Regions from separate parts of the Mus musculus genome. Here region 1 is linked to region 2. The links are chromatin contacts, called in public HiChIP or PLAC-seq maps. All regions are on one chromosome and are shown on one strand. The core of a region is the stretch at or near the end of the contact, and the rest is flanking DNA. Distances in the headings are between cores, read along the strand shown.

The links. HiChIP or PLAC-seq counts read pairs in DNA pulled down with a chosen protein or histone mark.
Region 1: a contact with region 2 is called in an H3K27ac HiChIP or PLAC-seq map of trophoblast stem cells, with 2.5 times the contacts expected there. The contact joins the enhancer-like site here to the promoter of Pef1 in region 2. A contact is called at or near these places in 2 of 39 promoter capture datasets (HPC-7-derived erythroid cells and embryonic stem cells), 4 of 15 datasets of contacts at CTCF or cohesin (the NIH/3T3 cell line, embryonic stem cells and pro-B cells), 40 of 484 Hi-C or Micro-C datasets (the 3T3-L1 cell line, 3T3-L1-derived adipocytes, the C2C12 cell line and 25 more), 26 of 115 datasets of contacts at active chromatin or transcription factors (the HPC-7 cell line, the SCID.adh cell line, T-cell acute lymphoblastic leukemia and 14 more) and 3 of 9 other capture datasets (adipose tissue, embryonic stem cells and pancreatic islet).

The regions. Positions count from the first base shown.
Region 1 is chr4:130,196,979-130,202,689 of GRCm38.p6, forward strand. No RefSeq gene overlaps it. Among named protein-coding and RNA genes, the nearest start is that of Ldc1, 22 kb to the right of the region's middle. Within about 2 kb of position 1,458, at least 54 of the 459 cell types and tissues checked have an H3K27ac peak or open chromatin away from gene starts, as enhancers often do. A contact at or near this core is called in the G1E-ER4 cell line, cerebral cortex, cortical neurons and 3 more, where this site is marked.
Region 2 is chr4:130,105,938-130,111,053 of GRCm38.p6, forward strand. It overlaps Pef1 (penta-EF hand domain containing 1), which reads left to right and starts at 1,619. Exons shown (of 5, transcript NM_026441.4): 1 at 1,619-1,713. The coding sequence starts at 1,690. Gm40258 (a long non-coding RNA gene) reads right to left here and starts at 2,181. Exons shown (of 2, transcript XR_868200.3): 1 at 1,664-2,181.

The sequences.
Region 1 (5,711 bases), core at 208-2,707, 91 kb after region 2:
TTTAGACATGAGCCACTACCCGGCGCCTTGTTTTACACGGTATTTTATTTATTTATTTATTTATTTATTTATTTATTTTAAAGATTTTTTTAAAAAAAGATTTTGTTTTAAGCATGTGTGTGCATGTGTGCATTCATGTATGCATGTGCTTGTGTGTCTGCTTCAATATTTTCAGGTATCCCTGGAGGTCAATAAAGGGCCTTAGATCCTTTGGAGCTAGAATTACAGGCAGCCGTGAACTGCCTGACGGGAGCTGGAGACCAAGCTCAGAGCCACTGGAAGAGCGTGCCTTAACCACTGAGTCATCTTCCCATGGCGCCTTTGTTTGTTTGTGTTTGGTTTGGTTTGGTTTGGTTTGGTTTGGTTTGGTTTGGTTTGGTTTGGTTTGGTTTGGTTTTTCAAGACAGAGTTTCTCCATGTAGCCCTGGCTGTCCTGGAACTCACTCTGTAGACCAGGCTGTCCTCAAACTCTGAAATCTGCCTGCCTCTGCCTCTGGAGTGCTGGAATTAAAGGTATATGGTACCACCGCCTGGCTTCTATGGTGGCTTTTAATCAGTGTGGTTTCTTGCATTTGTGCTGTATTTAAGCATAAAACCGATCTGGGGACTAGGAAGATGGCTCAGTGGATAAAGGCACTCGCTGCCAAACCTGACCTCAATTTGATTCCCTGAAGCCACAGGATGGAAGGAGAGAGCCAACTCTCCCAGGCTGTCCTCTGATCGCCACATGCATGCCATGGTATGTGCCCACCCCTTACTCCCCCACCCCCTAGTCCCTCACCTCTGACAAAGTAAACAAATAAATATAAATTAATGTTTAAAATTTTTAAATTTCACTGTAGAGTTTAAGTATTTTACTTTTTAAAGCTTGATTTTTTATTTATGTGTATGAGTGTGTGTGTGTGTGTGTGTGTGTGTGTGTGTGTACTACCTGCATAGGGATGCCAGCAGAGGTCAGAATAGGATGTTCCTGGAGTAGAAGTTATAGGGAGACTTGTAAGTCACCTGATGTGGGCTCTGGGATCTGAATTCAGGTCCCTGCAAGAGCAACATAGGGTCTTAACTGCTGAGTCACCTGTCCAGTCCTTGGATTTTGTTTTAAGGAGAACCTTCCAGACTACTTATTAAACACGCAGACTCCTGGTCTCACCTCCCAGAGATGATCCAGTGGGTCTGAATGAAGATCAGCTTTAAGCAACTAAGATGTTTGACGACAACAATAGCGTCTAACTTTGGGGGAAGTTATATAAGAATTTCAGGTATTTCCCTCTTTTTACAAAGCTCCCATTGCTGTGTGGATGCCGTGTATATGCCGGTAACCCCAACAGTCAGGAGACTGAGGCAGGAGGCTAATGAGTTCCACGTCTCCTCTTTGACCTCCTAGGTCAGCCCAGACCTGTCAGCCTCTCTGGTCAGTGCTTCTGGGCCAGCCTCCTCCCCAGCCTATGAGCTGTCTTCTGTATCCTCTGATTCCATCTGTGCGTCACCTTCTCGGGCACTCCCTGAATTCCCTTCGTCATCCAGCACGTTCTATCATTCTCTAGTTTATCTCCTTATCTACTTCCTGTCTCCCTCCACTCCCACAAGGATGCCCTTGCAAAAGAGCTGTGATCTCTCTTGTTCCCTTCCTGACTAACCCTGGGGCCCACGGCAATGTGGCAAAGAGTAAGTGCTCAGTAAGCATTATGAATGAATGAAGTAGGCAAGGACAAATGACTACTGAGAATCGTCTCTCTAGACTATTAGCGCCTCAGAAGGTGTGGGGTGGGGTTGCAAAAGAAAAAGAGGAAAGGGGGGTGGTGCTGCAATGGATCAACGTGTCTTGCCACCAATTCTGGTTTCAGGATTTCGATCCCCACAACTCCACAAAGGTTGGAAGAGAAGGGAACCAACTCTTGGAAGTTATCCTTTGGTTGCCACGTGGTCATCGTGGCAAGAGTGTGTCCCCTGGAAACACACTCACACACATACAAAATAAACGAAGGTTTAAAGGGGCGGGGACGGGTGAGAGGCGGGGATGGTGGTGGTGGAGACTCATTTGGCCTTTGATAACTGGAGTTCAGAAACCCAATGGGAGCTCAACCCAGGCGCAATGCCGATCACGGCCAGTAGGTGGTAGAAAGGCACCGTGGCTGAAGCATAGACTAAGCAGGGCACCTAGCACCTGGGTTGATCCTGAGCCATGTTTGCTGTGCTCAGACCTCGCTGAAGAGTGGGACCCACCGAGGACGGTAGACTTTAATCCCTGGCTTTCGTACTGGCGAGGGGACCCAGGGAAAGCTGCTTCTACATGTGGGTAGGAAAAAGTCCCGAGGACTTCCGGGGTCGTGGGTGGAGTCGGGATCTGCAGAGATCCCGGGCCACCTCAAGTGTCAGGCATCTCCCAGTCTTTGTACCTCCATCAACCTCCACCCACTCTGTACCTGTGCCCACGGCAGGACACGGATGAGGACAAACCGACAGCTCTCTGACTCCAGCTGTCCTTGCACAACCCGCAGCGGTGCGCAGGCGAATCCTCTCCCAGCCTTGTTCTGGCTGTGTGCCTGCTCCCTTCTGGGAACAAGAAGCTCCTCCTGCCCTCTTCTCTTCGTGATGGCCTTGGTACTTGAATCACTGGGAAGCGAATCTGAGGAAAATTCAGCCTGCTGGCTCCAGTGCTCTACACAGGCTTCGATGCATCACTCGCCCTCCACCCTGCCCTGCTTGGCTTGAGGGCTAACCCGCTTCCCGCCTGGCTTCTAAGCCTTCTTTCTCTTCCTTGACGGATTTTGCTCTTGGAATTCAGAGCATGATTTCTCACCCTAAAATGAACCCTCCCTCTTCCTTTGGTCCCCGTCTTCCTGCAGCCTTCCCTTCCGTTTCTGCTACAGTACATCTCCCTGAGGAGCTGTCCGTGCTGGGCTCCCTCACACTCCTTGGACCCCAGAAGCCCATCAGTGGCCTCCGCCTCATCTTGTTTTTTCCCTCACCTCATCTCGTTTCTTTCATCAGCAGCCTTGGATACAGCCGAGCATCCTTTTCTTCTTTTTCTACTGCTGATGTCCTTGACCCAGAACTGTGGAGGCCACCCAATATTGTCCCCTCTCGTTCTCTCATCTTGACCTCTCCTTAGAAACTGGTTCTTGTAGGGTGTAGGGCCCTCCAAACTTGTTGAAGCAGAGCCTTGATTTCCACCCACCCAACCCCCATTCCCCACCCTAGCCATGAAAGGGCAGCCCTGGCCCTAAACCTTGAAGTCCGATTTTGTTGTTGTTGTTGTTGTTTTGTTTTGTTTTTCGAGATAGGGTTTCTCTTGTATAGCCCTGGCTGTCCTGGAACTCACTTTGTAGACCAGGCTGGCCTCGAACTCAGAAATCCGCCTGCCTCTGCCTTTGCTGGGATTAAAGGCTTGCACCACCATGCCCGGCTTGAAGTCCGATTTTACTTCCTCTTATACCCATCTGTCGGGCTGCCTGGCGGTGTTACTGCTGCTCAGAGGAGGCCGATTGCAGTCCGTGACGGGGTCTCCAGGCATCTTTCTCTATCGTTCTCCAAGGAAGCAGAAGGGATGAATTTCGAGGATCTCTGGTCTAGCCTGAACGAAAGGTTCCAAGGGGCTCTGGTCTGGCATGAAAGCCTGTGCAAGTAGCCTGGGTCTCTCCCGCTACTGCTACCATCCAGCAGCGCCAGTGCCAGAGGCAGCAGTGGTGGAAGGTGGCGAGTAGCATGCAGTCCGGAACCACAGCAGGAGCTGTGAGGCAAGCCAGAGGCAGGAAGTACGATGGACAGCGAGAAAGGCGAGAAGTAGCACCCGGCCCAGGGAGCGCCAGCAGTGGCGGTCAGGAGCACTGAGCCCAGCTTGCAGGCAGATCCAAGGTCCAGCAATGAAGGCTTCAGAATGCTTCCGGAGAGAAAACTGATCCAGTGTGTCACAGCTCAGTAAAACAGATACTCTCCGATGACTCTTGGTGAAATAACTCGTGCACTTTATTCCATGTAGATGGGGACATGATAAACATTTTGGGAGGAGGGTGTGAACCGGGAGTAAATGCTTCCCAATAGCTCAGTCTGAGATACTAGGGATGCTCTATTTGCATGGGGAAGGACTTCAGGTGTTGTCCCTGTGGGACTGGTTGTCATGGCCCTCTCCATGGGGGGTCATGGTTACCTGTTCTGAACAAGTAGAACTTGGCAGGGAGCTGGCTCCATGCCTGCCTGTCTCAATTCTGAGATTCCCCAGGATTTGAGCCTGCTTGATCTGACTAGTTCTTCTGTCTGATGGCACAGCCCTCTGGCCCTACACCCATCCCTCCTCCTCCTCCTCCTCCTCCTCCTCCTCCTCCTCCTCCTCCTCCTCCTCTTCCTCCTCCTCTTCCTCCTCCTCCTCTTCCTCCTCCTCCTCTCCCTCCTCCTCCTCATTTTAAAGATTAGTTTACATATTTTTATGTGTACAAGTGCTCTGTTTTCATGCACACCAGAAGAGGGCATCAGATCCCGTTACAGATGGCTGTGAGCCACCATGTGGTTGCTGAGAATTGAACTCCTCTAGAAGAGCAGCCACTGCAGCACTCCCCATCCCTTTTCTAACAGCTGACAGAGATCCTCCTTGCTGCCTCTGCATTCACTCCTGCACTCTGCCTTCACCTGCTCAAATTAACATTAAGATCCTTGATGGGGCAGCTTGGACCCTTTCCCTGCCTCATCTTAACTTCCTGTCCCCACCTGGCTGCTAACATGGGTCTTCAGGCCTTCCTTGGAGTTCATCATCCTGACCTTTGGACTCAATGTTTGCCGTGTAGTGTCCTCTTGGGTGCACCCCACCCCTTGTCTTGGCTCTGAGTGGTCACCTGCCCCTGTGCCATCCACTGCTGCTCACTTCCTCCTATTTCTCTTTCATTTTTTTTGCAGGACTTATGATCGCACATCCCTTTGTGAGTTTGCTTATGGTCTGTCTGCCTTTTCTTGACTGAAAAGCTTTCCCTCTCATATTGAACATGAGTTTTTCAGATCTAGAACAGCACCAAGGGATAGATGAATGGGTGGGTGAATGGGTGGGTGGATGGATGGAAGGATGGATAGATAGATACATGATGGGTGGATGACTGATGTCTGATGGATGGGTAGATAGATGGATAATAGATAACATAAGAGGATGGATGGATAGGTACTAAATTGCTAGGTGAATGAATGAATGAACAGGTGGATGAATCATAAGTGGATGGATGGTTAATGATGAATGGATGGACGGTGGGTGATGGATGCCCAGTAGGAAGATGGATGAATGGATGAGAGAAGAATAAATGATAGACGAATGAAGGATGGATGATGATGATGGATGGGTGGATGGATAATGAATGAATGGATGGATGGATGGATGGATGGATGGATGGATGGATGATGGATAGATGATGGGTGGGTGGATGATGGGTGGATGGATAGATGGATGAGTGATGGGTAGATGATGGTGGATGAATGGATGATGGGTGGATGATGGGTGGATGAATGGATGATGGATAGATGATGGATGGATGTATGGATGAATGGAGGGATGGAGGATGAAGAAAGATGGGTAGATGATGGATGGATGGATGGATGGATGATGGATAGATGATGGATAGATGGATGGATGGATGGATGGATGGATGGATGGAAGGAGGATGGGTGGATGATGGGTAGATGATGGATCGATAATGGATGGAAGGATGGATGGATGATGGGTAAATGATGGGTAG
Region 2 (5,116 bases), core at 369-2,868:
TAAAAAGACATTGGCGATGAGGCCAGACTACAGAGGGGTCCTGGAGCAGAGGGGTGGTTGGAACATGGAGCAAAACCAGATGATTGATTATATATACATACATATATATATTTTATTTTCTGAGACAGGAAGGATGAGTTTTGTGGAAATGATCAGAGAATTCTTACGCTGGGCTAGACTGCGACACAGTGGCAGTACTGGAGGGACTGAGAGGAGTGGCTAATGAGCTGGGAGCCATGGGGGGAGGTGTTAAAGAGAGGGTGGGACAGGAGGAGTAGATGTGAGAGGCCATTGGTCTTTATGAATGAGTGTTGTAACCCTGAGTGTGAGAGGCTGTGACTAGTTCATTTTTAAGTTAGCATTTTCCTAAGTTGTATTCCAGAAAACTGTGACTCAGAGAGGTTAAATGACTTCTTCAAGATCACACAGCTAGAAACTGTTTAAAAAAGAAAACGAACAACAGGATCTGCTCACTAACGCCAGTGCTGAGGGGGAAGCTGAGCAAAGAAATAAGCCAGCGGGGCGCTGGTGGGTAAGGCTGGGCCAGATCACGAAGGAACTGGATCACCAGACTTGTCTTCCTCTGCAGGTAAGGATGAGGACCGTGCTTTGCAGACTGTCCTATGGCCAGTACCACGATCAGCAGTGGGACTGTGGAAAGTGCCTGGCTAGATTGAAAGCTCAGGACTTTTTATTTAAAAAGTATAGTGTTGGCACTGTAGATACTGGGGATACAATTATAAGCAAATCAAACACAATTCTTGTCCACATGAGAGTTTTTGTTGTTGCTGCTGCTGCTGTTGTTGTTTGAGACAGAGCCTCATTATGCAGCCATGGCTAGACTGGAACTGTCTATGTATGTATGCTTGCTTCTGCCTGCTGAGACTAAAGGCATGTGCCACCAGGCCCGGCCACGTGGGAATGTAACTAATCAAATAAACATGCAACCAAGTTTAGAACCTAAACCCCAAGAGCCAAGTACAGGAAAGTTGGTAACTTAGGAACTGTGATTTGACCTACAGAGGGAATAAAACCTCCTTGTTGAGACCTAGTCATCTACTGACACTAGTTCTAGGCCGTACTTTGCTGAGGAACTCACTGTGAGTTTAGGTAACTAAGTCATTGCCTTTCTGAGCCTCAGTTTCCCCATACATAAAGATAGGAGCACCGTGACATCTTAATTTTCCTTCTCTTCTGGCGGTCTGACCTTTCTCCACTGTCCACGGGTCTGTTTAGTACCCACGTTCTAAATGGCACCTGCATTCCAGGAAAGGCTTAAGTTCTCAGTAGCCATGGCAACCGCCTGGGCGTTAGAAGTAAAGTGATCACGACAGTGACGTAACTAATATGCGTCAGGTTATAATATGGCCTTGCCAGGTTATAATATGGCCACCACAGAAACAACTGACCAAGTCTCCCCATTAGATAACTACAGCTGGCCAGGCCCGAGGTCCGCTGCAGGTCACGAAAAATAAAAACAAACGAGCCACTACGGTCAACAACACTTCCGGACACTCCTACCCAGCCCTCTGTAAGGTACCAGCTCACCGCCTGTGACTTCCGTTTGTTGACCGGAAGATTGACAGCCTGTCCGTCCAATCACAATCGGACCCGCCCCAAAATCCAACCAGGAGCGGCATTGGGAGCAGGAAACTCCGCCTACCACAGTTGTGTGACGTCATAACCGCCATGGCCAGCTATCCAAACGGACAGGTGAGTTGTAGTGGCCCCTGCGTCAATATTTGGGCTTGTCTATAGATCCGGTACCACTCTCCATCCTCGGCTCTTTCTCCCCACTTGATCCGCAGCCTTTTCACGCAGAGGTTTACTTCAACAAGACTCTGTGTGAGCGAGAAACAGGAGGGCCAGTCCGTCGCGCTCGTTTTACGTCACATAGGACCACTCGAGGGGTTGTTTATATTGCGCAAAACTGGCTTTGGGGGTTTTGCTGTGAATTGATCCGGGCTGAACCGGACCAGGGTGCTTAACTCAGGTCTCCGTGGGGCGGAGTCCTCTGTGCTCTCGAGGCGTTTAGAGCTCTTTTTCCCTTGGAGTCTTTCTGGGCGTAACTTGATAAAAACAAGTTGCCCGACTCTCTCAGCACCGTCCTGCGACCGAATAATCTCGGGACAATCAGTGGTAGGAGGTACCAGAAGTGAGATTACACCCCTCACGGTTGTCCAGCGTCCTTTCACACGTAGGAAAAGTGAAACCCAGAGAAGATATGGAGTTTATCTAAGTTACCAAGTAGTTAGGCAGCAGAGCCAAGGTCAGAACTTGGGTTGTCTGCAACTGCTTCTTCCTTCCTTTCTAGCCTGCCTTGAACCAGCCGGGAACATCATTTCAGTGTGATTTATTTTGTGGCCAGAATTAGGTGACATAGAGGTGCCAAATGCAGTTTTGAGTTAAAAGTGGAGCCAGATCTTTGCCGCATTAGTTTTAAGTCTTTTTTTTTTTTTTTTTTTTTTCCTGATCCAGTTTCCTCTCATAAAATGGACCAAGTAGTAAGAGTCCACCCCTCACAGAGTTATTAGGAAGAACGATGTGATTCCTGTAGGCATATGCTATGCTATACGGTAAAGTGTAACATCACTTTGTAGGAGTTTTCAAAGCAGGCCCCTCACTTCGAAATAATTTGGACAAAATAATCGTCCTGATCACAGAGTAGTTTAAGAGATTAGTCTCATGTATGGAAAGTGGAATGCAAAGTCAAATGGGTTATTACCAAGCTTTGATTGGCCATAGTCACAGACTAAAAGATATTTAAAGGCCTATGTGGTTTATATAGCATTTCTTACATTTACTTTGTGTGTGTGTTGGGGGTGGGGAGAGGGCGGCTACACATGTGCACATGCACAGGAATTATTTTTTTCTCTATCATGTGGGTCTTGGGGATCAACCTTCTTGGGCCTTTCAGCAAGCCCCTTTACCCACTGAGTCATCTTGCTGGCTCCCACACAGCAGTTGGGCCCCCATTGTGCCCATATGAAGACCCTGTAAGCATGCAGGGCTTATTATTTTGACTTATAGCTGAGGAGCAAACCCAGAGAGGCTTAGAGGTCTCACATAGCTGGTGAGGGTGAGGCCAGGGTTAGAGCTTTGAATTCCACTTATTGCATACTTGGCAGAAGTGAGTAGAGGCCAGTGTGGGCTCCAAGTAGGAAGAACTACCACAGCCTGGCTTCCCAGACTCCGCCCCACTTGCTGGGTTTTGTGAGATGTTAATGGGTGCTCTTGATAGAGGATCCTGTGGTTAAGCAAGCTTGGGAACTGCTCTGTTAATACAGCGTGGTAATGCTCACTGCAAATCTCCCAGAAAGTCATAGAATGCGTCATAGTCCTAAAAACTTTCTTAACCAGGGACCACCCTACCCCATCTGTTTTGAATTACGTCTGCTCATTGTTTTGTGACAAGCTGGTGTTCCACGGGAGCTCAGGTTGGGAAAGCATTCCCATAGTACATATTTTTAGTGGCTGGTTTGTATCAGAATTACCTGAGAGCTTGTTTAAAGGACAGATTTGGGCCCCATCTAAGACCTGCTCTAAGCTTAGATGGCACAGATCCCACCCCCAAATTGTGAGGGGTGTGTGTGTATTTACCTGTGTGGGGACAGTAAACATCTGTAAACCAAAAGTTGACAATTGAGTGGCTGCCTCAGTTCTCAGTTGTTCCCCAACTTATTTTTTGAGGCCATCTCTCAATGAACAGGGAACTCACTGAGCCAGATTATCTAGCCAGTGAGGGATCTTCATTGCCTCTGCCTCCCCGGGCATACTTTGTCCTACCTGGCTGAGGATCCGTGCAAGTAGGTTGTCTTGCTTTCATGGCACACAGTATACCAGTAGAGTGATCCTCCTAGCCCCAGTAATCTACGTCTTAATACGTGTTAGGAATGATTTGTATACACTCTAGAAGCAGTGTCCTGGGCAAGAATCCAGCTCTACCCACTTAAATGTTATATGCCCTTGGCTACATCATGTAATGGCTCGGGGCTTTAATTCTCTTACCACAGAAAGGGAGGAATAGGGCCTGTGGAAAGGGTGCGAGAAGGGTGGGATGCTGCACAGCCTGTAGGGAGCTCTGCAGTCACGGGTGCACAGGGTGTGGCGTGGCGGTGACACTCCCTGCCATTGCCGTGACGGTTACTTTGCCAGGCTGCCTGGGCTTCTGTTGAGGGCAGAATACTGAAAGGGAGCACTAGAAGGAAATGTCTGGAATAGAAGAAGAAATATAGCTTTTATTCCCACCTTAGAGTTGTCCGCCTCCTCATCCCAGGTGTTCTAAGAAAGGAAAACTGCTTGTTTGAAGTCATGCAGAGGCGCAGGCAGTGCTGCCTCCTTCCACCCACTGGATACTTCCGAGGATTACAGCCGTTGGTGGGAGTCACAGTTCCTGTAATTTTCCATTGCCTCCGGCCCAGGGTGCACAGGCGCTGCCTTGGTATTGAAGTAGCAAAAGTTGAGTGCCGTTTGGTTCAGTGAGGGAGCCTCCTTGATGGAACTCAGTGCTTAAGAGCTTGGTCTCTGGTTGGCACATCCCTACTCTGCCAACTTGCTTACAGAAATTGGTTGTGAAGACCTGAAGTTTGGTTTCCTGTTCTGTAGAATAGGGTCATAGCAGTGCCTACACCAGACTTCACTGTGACATGAGATAGAGTCAAGTGTGGCATGTAGTAAGTACTCCGCCTGGGAGAGGAGTGCAGAGATGGAGACTCTAAGTGTTAAGTGGGAGTGGGTTTAAGGTGTTAGGATAGTACAGGAGCGCAGCCCAGGGGTGGGGCAGGAAGGTGTAAGCTGGGGGAATAAGAAAGTGACATTCCAGCTAAGGAAATACTGTCACAAAGACCAGGAAGCAAGCAAGAAAGTGCAGTCCATAGTACGTTTTTCTTAGTGGCTTGTTTGTATCAGAATTACCTGAGCACGTGTTTAGAGAATAAGAAAGTCCAATATTTGGGGTGCAGTTTTAAAATTAGTCTGGTTTTAATGATGAGGGGCCAGAGACAAGAAAACGAGACCAGAGATATTAGCAAGGGCCAAATCCCAAAGGGATTTGTATGTCATTTTGAGGGGACTGATTTCCTCCTAAGAGTACTGAGGGAGGGGGGAGCTGGTGAAA